Regions from separate parts of the Danio rerio genome. Here region 1 is linked to region 2. Evidence: chromatin contacts called from public HiCAR-type data. All regions are on one chromosome and are shown on one strand. The core of a region is the stretch at or near the end of the contact, and the rest is flanking DNA. Distances in the headings are between cores, read along the strand shown. Region 1 holds the start of scoca (short coiled-coil protein a). Region 2 holds the start of vwa10.2 (von Willebrand factor A domain containing 10, tandem duplicate 2).

What was found. HiCAR-type assays count read pairs that join an accessible place to other places.
Region 1: a HiCAR-type map of caudal fin shows a contact between it and region 2, with 4 times the contacts expected there. The contact joins the promoter of scoca here to the promoter of vwa10.2 in region 2. A contact is called at or near these places in 2 of 4 datasets of contacts at active chromatin or transcription factors (caudal fin and embryo).

The regions. Positions count from the first base shown.
Region 1 is chr1:43,661,503-43,665,837 of GRCz12tu, reverse strand. scoca (short coiled-coil protein a) reads right to left here and starts at 1,703. Exons shown (of 4, transcript NM_001077559.1): 1 at 1,517-1,703. The coding sequence starts at 1,580.
Region 2 is chr1:43,407,628-43,412,129 of GRCz12tu, reverse strand. vwa10.2 (von Willebrand factor A domain containing 10, tandem duplicate 2) reads right to left here and starts at 3,116. Exons shown (of 16, transcript XM_680202.10): 1 at 2,713-3,116; 2 at 2,308-2,524; 3 at 1-146. The coding sequence starts at 2,505. vwa10.1 (von Willebrand factor A domain containing 10, tandem duplicate 1) reads right to left here. Exons shown (of 16, transcript XM_073952944.1): 16 at 3,162-3,911. The coding sequence ends at 3,534.

The DNA.
Region 1 (4,335 bases), core at 454-2,953, 260 kb before region 2:
ATCAACTGTTTTGATGACATCAATCTGCACCTTAGCTTCTCTTAAGATCTTCTGTCTAATCAAATGCTCTCCAGAATCTGAAATGTCTTGTCCCTACATGCTAAAGATAAAATCTGTCACTTGTACACATAATGACTACTTGCTGTAAGTGGAATCATGCACTATGAAGGGGACAAATTATTAAGATTATAGTTTATATGGGGCAACGCAGGGGCGCAGTAGGTAGTGCTGTCGCCTCACAGCAAGAAGGTCTCTGGTTCAAGCCTTGGTTGGATAAGTTGCCGTTTCTGTGTGGAGTTGGCATGTTCTCCCTGCGTTCGGGTGGGTTTCCTCCGGGTGGTTCGGTTTCCCCCACAGTCCAAAAACAAACGTTACAGGTTAATTTGGTTGGCTAAATTTTCCGAAGTGTGTGAGTGTGAGTGAGTGTGTGTCGACGTTTCCCGGAGATGGGTTGCGTGCTGGAAAGGCATCCGCTGCGTAAAAACGTGCTGGATAAGTTAGCGGTTCATTCCGCTGATTACTAAAAGGACTAAGGCGAAAAGAAAATGAATGAATGAATAGTTTATATGTTTTCCACTGCTGTGAATTAAGTCGGTTTCTCATTTCACGACCTTTAAAAACAAGATATTAAATCAATATTCACTGATATATTCTCGAACCAGCGACAGCACTACCTATGGCGCCACTGTGTCGCCCATATTTAATTACATAAAATTTTATTTGTTTGACTTTCACTCTACAAAATATGATAGAAAACAGTGTTATGTATAGTTTATAAGTATAATTTATACATCTAAATATTTATTAGGGGCCCCCAGATGTCCTGTGGCCACAAGCGGCCACCTACCTTGCTTATTGGTTTAATCTGCCCCTGTATTTCAAGTATAATAAGGTAAAGTCGGGTGCCACTTGACTAGTTTATTCAGCATCGAACTTTATTGTGTTATAAATGGAATTGTTTATGTTTTTACTGTAATAATTTTATTACTAAATGTTAAAAATTATACTGCATTAGATATTAAATATGATTTAAAGCAAAGTTTTCTCTATTTTGTAACACTACAGAATAAATGAGGAAATTCCCCTTGGCAAATTTAATGTAATAATGTTTGGTATATATACGGCCCACAGACCTCAAAGAAGTTTGGTTTTTGGCCTTTTACAGGAAAAAGTTTGGGCACCCCTGCTTTATATGAACTGAGTTCTCTGTCAAACTATCAGCTGTCCACAGCCCAGTTTTTCATTGGAGAGCATAAGAATTAAGAATTAAATTAATTAAAATGGTCAATAATTCTAGACTTTTACCCAGTTGTGTAAAAACAGTGTACACATTAAGTGCAAAACAAACCTTATGTACACAATGTGTGCAACTTATTATTTTAACTGTTCGTTCAAAGTAGCCAACTTAAAAACCTGTGTGGTTGCAGTAACTACATCACTTACTCGGTTCCTAAAACTGTCATAAAACTGATTTCCGATCAGCTTTTAAACAAATTAACTTAATCACGAGTCTTACCTGAATCATCAGCCAGTGAGATGTTAGTAAAAGTCCCATCATCTTCATCCACGTCGCCCTCCATGACCGACGTGTGCTCAGATATGTGTGTGTACGTGCAGTTAGCAACAACAACCCAACATGATAAAACAGTGAAGAAATATCTGTTAAAAAATCGGTCTTTCCTCTCATGAAGCGGTGTGTGTGTGTGTGTGTTTGCCCGGCCGTACCCTCTCAATTATTCACCATCACCACGGTTACCAGCCGGACCTGTATGGCAACTCAGGTGACAATGGTGGTGCAGAGCAGAGGGCGACGCCTGCTGAGAGATCCAAAGTTCACTGCTTTACTTTCTCAAATTACAGAGAAAGACCCCCGCTTTCACACTCCTTCAAACTCGCGGTTGGTCTCATTTAATTCGGCCTTTAGCGACACATTATCTAAAGGAAGCATCCGATGTCCTCTTAAGAACAAAACTTTAGTACGTTTTACATGGCAATATGGCAAGCCGTTTTTACATTTAATTAATAAATCACACAGGTGGGTTCTATGTTACTAGCATCATAATGGATTTTTGTGTGCTTTTGCTTCCTTTTCATTATGTGAACATAAAACGAAAAGAATTTGCATCTAAAATTGTATACTTCCATACTAGTATATTAAAAACAGTATGCGAGCTGAGTAGGCCATGTCCAAATTTTTAGTATTCGAAAAAAAAAAACTGGTAATGACCTACCTGGATACCCAGTACCTGGATGACCTATGGCTTCCGGCGAGATTCTGAAATGCATACAATGGATGCTACACTATCCCATGGGAGTGAACTGACGCAACTCATGGGGTTGGTCATGTGAGAATGACAAATGGTGGATGTAGTAAGTCTGTGTTCGATTCATATTACTCACATTAATGCTATATTGAGCGCATTTTTCTAACAATCTTATAGTCAATTCAAGCTTTAGTAGTAGGCAATTACTAATAGTGAGCAAGACACCACCTGTGTGTCCAACAAGTGGTTTGTTCAGCTCACTCACACGTGTGAAGCAAACTTAAGCGGGTCGCACACCAGAAGCGCCGCTCGGCACCGCGACACAGCGCGCACATGACAGTTTAAAGTACAGCACACCAGACGCGCACATTCGAATGATATTTAACATGAAACTAATCAGATGGCGCTCTGTGGCGCGGCTGAAAAATGAACTGCGTCCTGAGCCATGGCCGGGCGCCGCCGACAGCCAGCGACTTGCGGCGCCGGTGTGTGTATCCTGATAGAATCCTATGTTTAGAATTCTAAAATGCATGGCGCTGGCCGCCGAGCGGCGCTTTTGGTGTGCAACCTGCTTTAGATTTGCATTGTTTTGAAGTTTATTACATACAAGTATACAGGGCTTATAGTGAAGTGCTGTGCAGGTAAACCTCACTCCTCTGACCTCTTGAAGGTGCTCTAGCGACAGACGCTAGACGCCATGGCCATGTTAGAGCAACTGACTCCCATGCAGAAGGTCGTCGGTTCAGTCCCAGCTTGTAGTCGGTTGGGTGGTGCAGGATTCCAATGGGGTAACACACGCGCTGCAGGGGCCCCGGAGTTATGTTGTTTGCCCACCCCAACAAGATCCAACCCCTGGTCTTAACCTACATGGTAATTCGAACATAGGCTCATTCTGGAAATCTCTGAGAGATCGCAAATTATGTGGCCAGTCAGTCAGTAAGACAGTTAGTCGACAGCAGCCTCTGGTGGATTTAGAAGAGAACAGCAGGCATGAATGGCACGAGCGAGAGAAATATAAAGAGCCCCTATTATACATGAAATAGGGTCATATTTTGGTTTTAAGGGTCTCCAACAAAAGTCTAATATGCATGCAAGGTCAAAAACACTTTTATGGTCTTATAATCTGCATTTATTTTTACCTAATTATCCCAGCGACTCCCATATGAATCGTTCAGTGATTCATTTGTTCCCAAACCCCTCCTTAGCGCAAAGCTAATCTGCGCTGATTGAACTGATGACAGCCTGCTGCGAGTGGTCGACACTGACTGCCTTCAGCGCGAGACAGAGTGAAATGCCCTGCAGCTAATCAACAATATAAAAGCGGTCACAGTGCATACATGCTTCATAGTGTAAGGCGTGGAGTTTAGCTGCCAGGGGATGAATGTAAATAGAGACAATGGACTTGAAAATACAGACGACTAACTATTTTATTTAGCAAAAACTCCAAGAACTGGCAAGGAGATCTCCTAGCTTGTCACACTCCACCTGCTCTTTTCACACACACACAGACACATTACCCTCCTTGGAGGAGGTCCGTAAGCAAAGCGGCACGCGGCAAGTTTTCAACGTGGCTTTACACGCGATATGAGAATATAAAGAGTTAACCTGATACAGTACGCGCAGTTACAAGTGGCAAATCACATCTAAATACATTTGCAAGCTAGAGTAAGTGAGGCAACAACTTTAATCACGCGTACTTACACTTGTGAAATGGAGGAAGAAACCGATCCATGTTCTGATATAGTTCATCAGCACTCTTTACGGATCCTTCCTTTAACAAACTGCAGATGAAGTCTTCTTTGTAAGCATGTAGTGCTTACAAAAAACTGCTCAAGGCTGTGTGTATGTGTGTTTGTGGCTTGTTTTCTGTGTTAGAGGGTGGGCCCGCAGGTTTAAAATCTCCCGGGTATGTACGCGCAATAACTTGTGTTTCGTAGATACGTCATCGCGAAACACCTAATGACTATAAAAAAGCGATCTTTTTATCTGTTTTCTAAAAAAACACTATCTGTTTAGTAAATATGAGTAACTAGCATAAAATGATTAAGTAGTACTTAACGAATAATAATTA
Region 2 (4,502 bases), core at 1,867-4,366:
CTCAATAGAAACAAACCATCTATAGCTGCATTGCTCATATAAGTCATGGAAATAGCTGAATAAAAACTGAGAGAAGAGAGAGTTGAAGATGAAGCAGATGATGAGCAGGCCTTTTGGACAGCAGATGAAGTCAATCCATTGTTTATCTAGAGATGAAATATATATTATATTATATTATATTATATTATATTATATTATATTATATTATATTATATTGCTTGATCTGACAAAACAGGAACATCAGATCTAAATCCAAAGGATTCACAGACAGAACCTTGAAAAAATGGTCAGTAAAAAACACAGTCAGAATAAAAACTAAAATCACATGCATGAAATTAACATAAACCCACAGAAAGGGAAACTAGTAATGATAAAATATTAGACATTTTAAACAGAATTAAACAAGTGACTGACATTACAATGACAATTAATCAAATATACATGAGGAAAGCAAATGAAGATATTTTCACTGTAATTATTATCAAGAACTCGAACACACACCAGGACAGTAAGTTTTTTTATGTTTTTTATGCTCATCAAGCATGCATTTAGTTGCAAAATATATATATATACTATCTATTTGAAGATATAGTATAATTGAAGATATAATATCATTGAATTTAATCCTGTGATTAGAAGTTGAATTTGTAAACGGTAGTGTAATACTACATAAGCTTTTTATTTTAAAGAATTTTTTATTTTTCTCTTTTTTATTTCTTTCTCTTAATCAAAAACACTTCCTCAACTGTTAATAATTGATTATAATATTTGCCTACACTCTCAGAAATAAAGGTACGCGAGCTGTCACTGGGGTGGTCCCTTTTCAAAAGGTACACATTTGTACTTGAAGGGTCCATATTGGTACCTTAAAAGTATATATATTAGTACCTAAATTTTTTGTATTGTTTAGGTACTAATATAGCAGGTTTGTACCTTTCGAAAAGGTACCACCCAGTGATTTAAAGGAACTAATTACAAATACTCAAAATACTGTAACTGAGTAGTTTTTTCTCAGAAATAATTGTAATTTACTAAGTATTTTTTAAACATGTGTACTTTTACTTTCCCTTGAGTACATTTTTAGTGCTGTATCGGTTATTTTACTTCCCTTCAACTTGCAGTCACTTCTTTATTTCTTGTCTATGGGGATTAGAAAAATAAGTCCTGTGATTCCTGTCCAATCAAATCGCACATAGAAGGTAAATCACATCATGATGAACCACCTCATTATGGGCAATTTATAATAGCAGCAAATATAATAGTTACAGTCCAAATAGTAATATAATAGTCCAAAATCTTTACATGCATTGACCCAGAGACTGTTTAGATGCATGTCACTGATGAGAAGATGACAAATGTTTACTGGACGACCGAAATGGCCTTAAACAACCAGCAGGCACAAGACGTCAACGTGACGTTAGATTGAAGTTATACCACAACGTCATGGGGACGTTGCATTTTGTTTGGAAATGAAAATCGGGTTGATGTCACAACTCAATGTCAGGCTGACGTCATTGTCCAATGTCCAACTTAAAGCCAACCGAATATCAACATCTGATGATGTGACAGCTTGACGTTGTGGTTGCAGCGACTTTAGATGGCTAGCGATGGTTTTGGGAAACGCAACCCTGGTCAGCAGAAGTAATTAAAATACATTTTAAATCTCATATTAAAAATGTTATTCTAAAACAGCCTCCACAACTTGAGATTCTATGCATGCGCTGAAGCTCACGCTGTGTAAAGCTTTGCGCAGATTCCTGTATTTAAACGTAGGTACAGTATTTAAACTTATTTTTGTCTCGAAATCCTAGCGTTCTGAATTTTATTTTATTTTACAATTGATGAATCATGTTGCAAGGAAACCATAGCCTGTTTTGTGTTTACACAGTGGTCATGATGTAACTACAAAACAAACATCAAGGTCATTCCAGACCTGCTGTAAACGAATTCCCTGCCACCTGACTTTTCTGACAGACTTTCTTTCTCTGTCAAGTCGAGTAACATTATTAGAATAACAGCAGTTAGTCTATTGTAGTTTATAAAGGGACTATTGTCAGCATTCTTTTTCTGGTTTAAATCAAGTCTGTGTGCAGCCTAACTGTTATTATTATTATTATATTTATAAATATCCAGCAGGTTTAAAAGACATTTGAGGTATGACTGTTATGTTGTTAAACTATTTTCAAAAAGTGCACCTACAAGTAATGCTAATCACACCTTGTTTTTTACTCTTTCTGACAAATCTGAATGGCTAATTACTACCATATAATTATCATTGTTTGGTTCATGGCCATGAATTTTTCTTACAGGCAGTGTGAAGTCTCGCCCCTGGGCAATGGCGATGTCCCGGCACACTTCTGCAGTCTTGCGGAGCATGGCGAACTGAGTGATGTCTCGATGAGTGAAGGAGCCCGCAGAAAACAGAGGTTTGAATCCTGCCACCTCATTAAGATTGAACCCGATCCCCCAGAAGAGAAAAATAGCCACAGCAAGCCCTGCAACCATCTTTCCACAACTGTAGGTGCTATGGAAAAATGCAGTTATAAAATTAAACAGCCTAAAGAAATTCTTTATGAAACAAACAAAAAATATGAACAATTAACTTTTAAACAGTTGAATTAGGCTATTTAATTTACACACAAAACATTACAGAACACAGTCACCGCAAATGTCATACACAAAAACAGCCGAATTAGCGAATTTCCTGATTACCTTGTTGCAGATTTTCTGTGTGCTCTGAAACTGATGCACAGATTCTGTCTGTATATTTATACCCTTTAGCACATGCCCCGAATGCCAGTTTTACACCTTATTTTGTTATGTAAATTAGGGATTACATAAAATGATTATCCTTAGATGTGCGTGTGACTCAGAAAGAATGACATTATAAATGAGTACTTCCTTACTATTTTGGGTGTGTCAAACTGTAGGGTGTACACCTATTGTTTGATAGTGATTTGCTCAACTGGATTTAACTAGTCTCTTTTTTCCTTTTCAACACTAATTAACAGCTAAAGATGGTATCAAATACCTGCACCTGATATGCAGCCAAAATTCTTGAAAAAAAAAAAGTCTCATGTCTAATTCATAAACATGCCTGAATGCATTTATAGCATGTTTCTTGGTATGTTTTAGCTATATATAAGTGGTAGATCGAGATCACAAGTGTACAGGTAATTTTATTGATTCAGTGCTCCAAAACTGTCTTAAGACTTAAAACTTACAGTATAACCAACAGAAGAGAAACCTCAGAGCAAAAGAACGGGCTGAATAAGAAGAAAGAACAAGGTGATATTAGCTTACACAATTTCAGATGCCCCTTAAGTGAACTTTGTCTTTAATAAACTTGCAAAGAAAATCAGACTAACCGACAAAACTAACCCCAAACACACCTGCTCATACAATACAGAAAGTGAAGGTGCAATATTTACAGTAACCTTTTTTTCCTTCGATATATACTGTGTATACTGAGCACACAACTGATAACTCAAAACAAGATATGAGTGTACATTACTGGTTAGGCTGAATTTAATTTAGAGTCCAATAACATAGGAAATGAAAAAGCAGAAAACGGAAAGACAGATAGAAAGCGAGTAATGTCCACTGAAAACAGCACTGGCTGTGGAGACGGTGAGTCTCAGCGTGGCGTAATTCAGGTCAGTGGATCCTGGAGCTTCTGCTTCAATGGTGAGTGTGACGTCTGTCCCTGACTCTGTGTCAGATGGTGTGATCAGTGTGATGTTTCCTTGAGCGCTTCCTCCCGCTGCAACTAGCAGAGAGCTGGAGACAGACACACTGAAGCCCTGGTTGGTCCGAGCTCGGATTATGTAGTTTCCACCTGTAGCATTGGCGGCCACTGTAAAGCTGATATTCAGTGGTACTCCGGGCTGTGTGACATTCTGTGATTGGGCCTGTGTGGAGGTATAGATATGATAATTCTATGTTAATTATCTAACTCGTTGTGTTTTTTAACTATGATGAACAACTAAAGGCATAAAGTACAAATATTTCCATATTTTGTCATTTTCCCCATTTATTTATGCTTTTAAATTGTAATTTGGTACCTTGATCTTTCCGACAACACAGTTTGATGTTGAAAAGTTCGAAAAAAGATTATTTTATAGACATTTTTAATAGTTTGAAGTGTTCACATGGACTGCGGATTCACTATCATTCAAACAACAACAAAAACCCCATCTCTTCGAAGATCACCTGAAGGTCTTTGAACACAACTAGGACCTCCTCTCTCTCACCTCACCACATGACAACCCAAACTAAGTGTGCCTCACACAGGTGAGTGGGCTTGACAAACCACCTGTAGAAAACACGTTCTTTCATCCCTCTGACACTTTACCCGACACTTGCACCAGATTTGCCCATTTGAACCAGACACGTTCTTACAAAGAATTTATGAAGAACGCTTCACACAGGTGAGTGGGCTTGAAAAACCACCTGTAGAAACACTCTTTACTCTATCTCAAAAAACACTCTACCTAACTTTA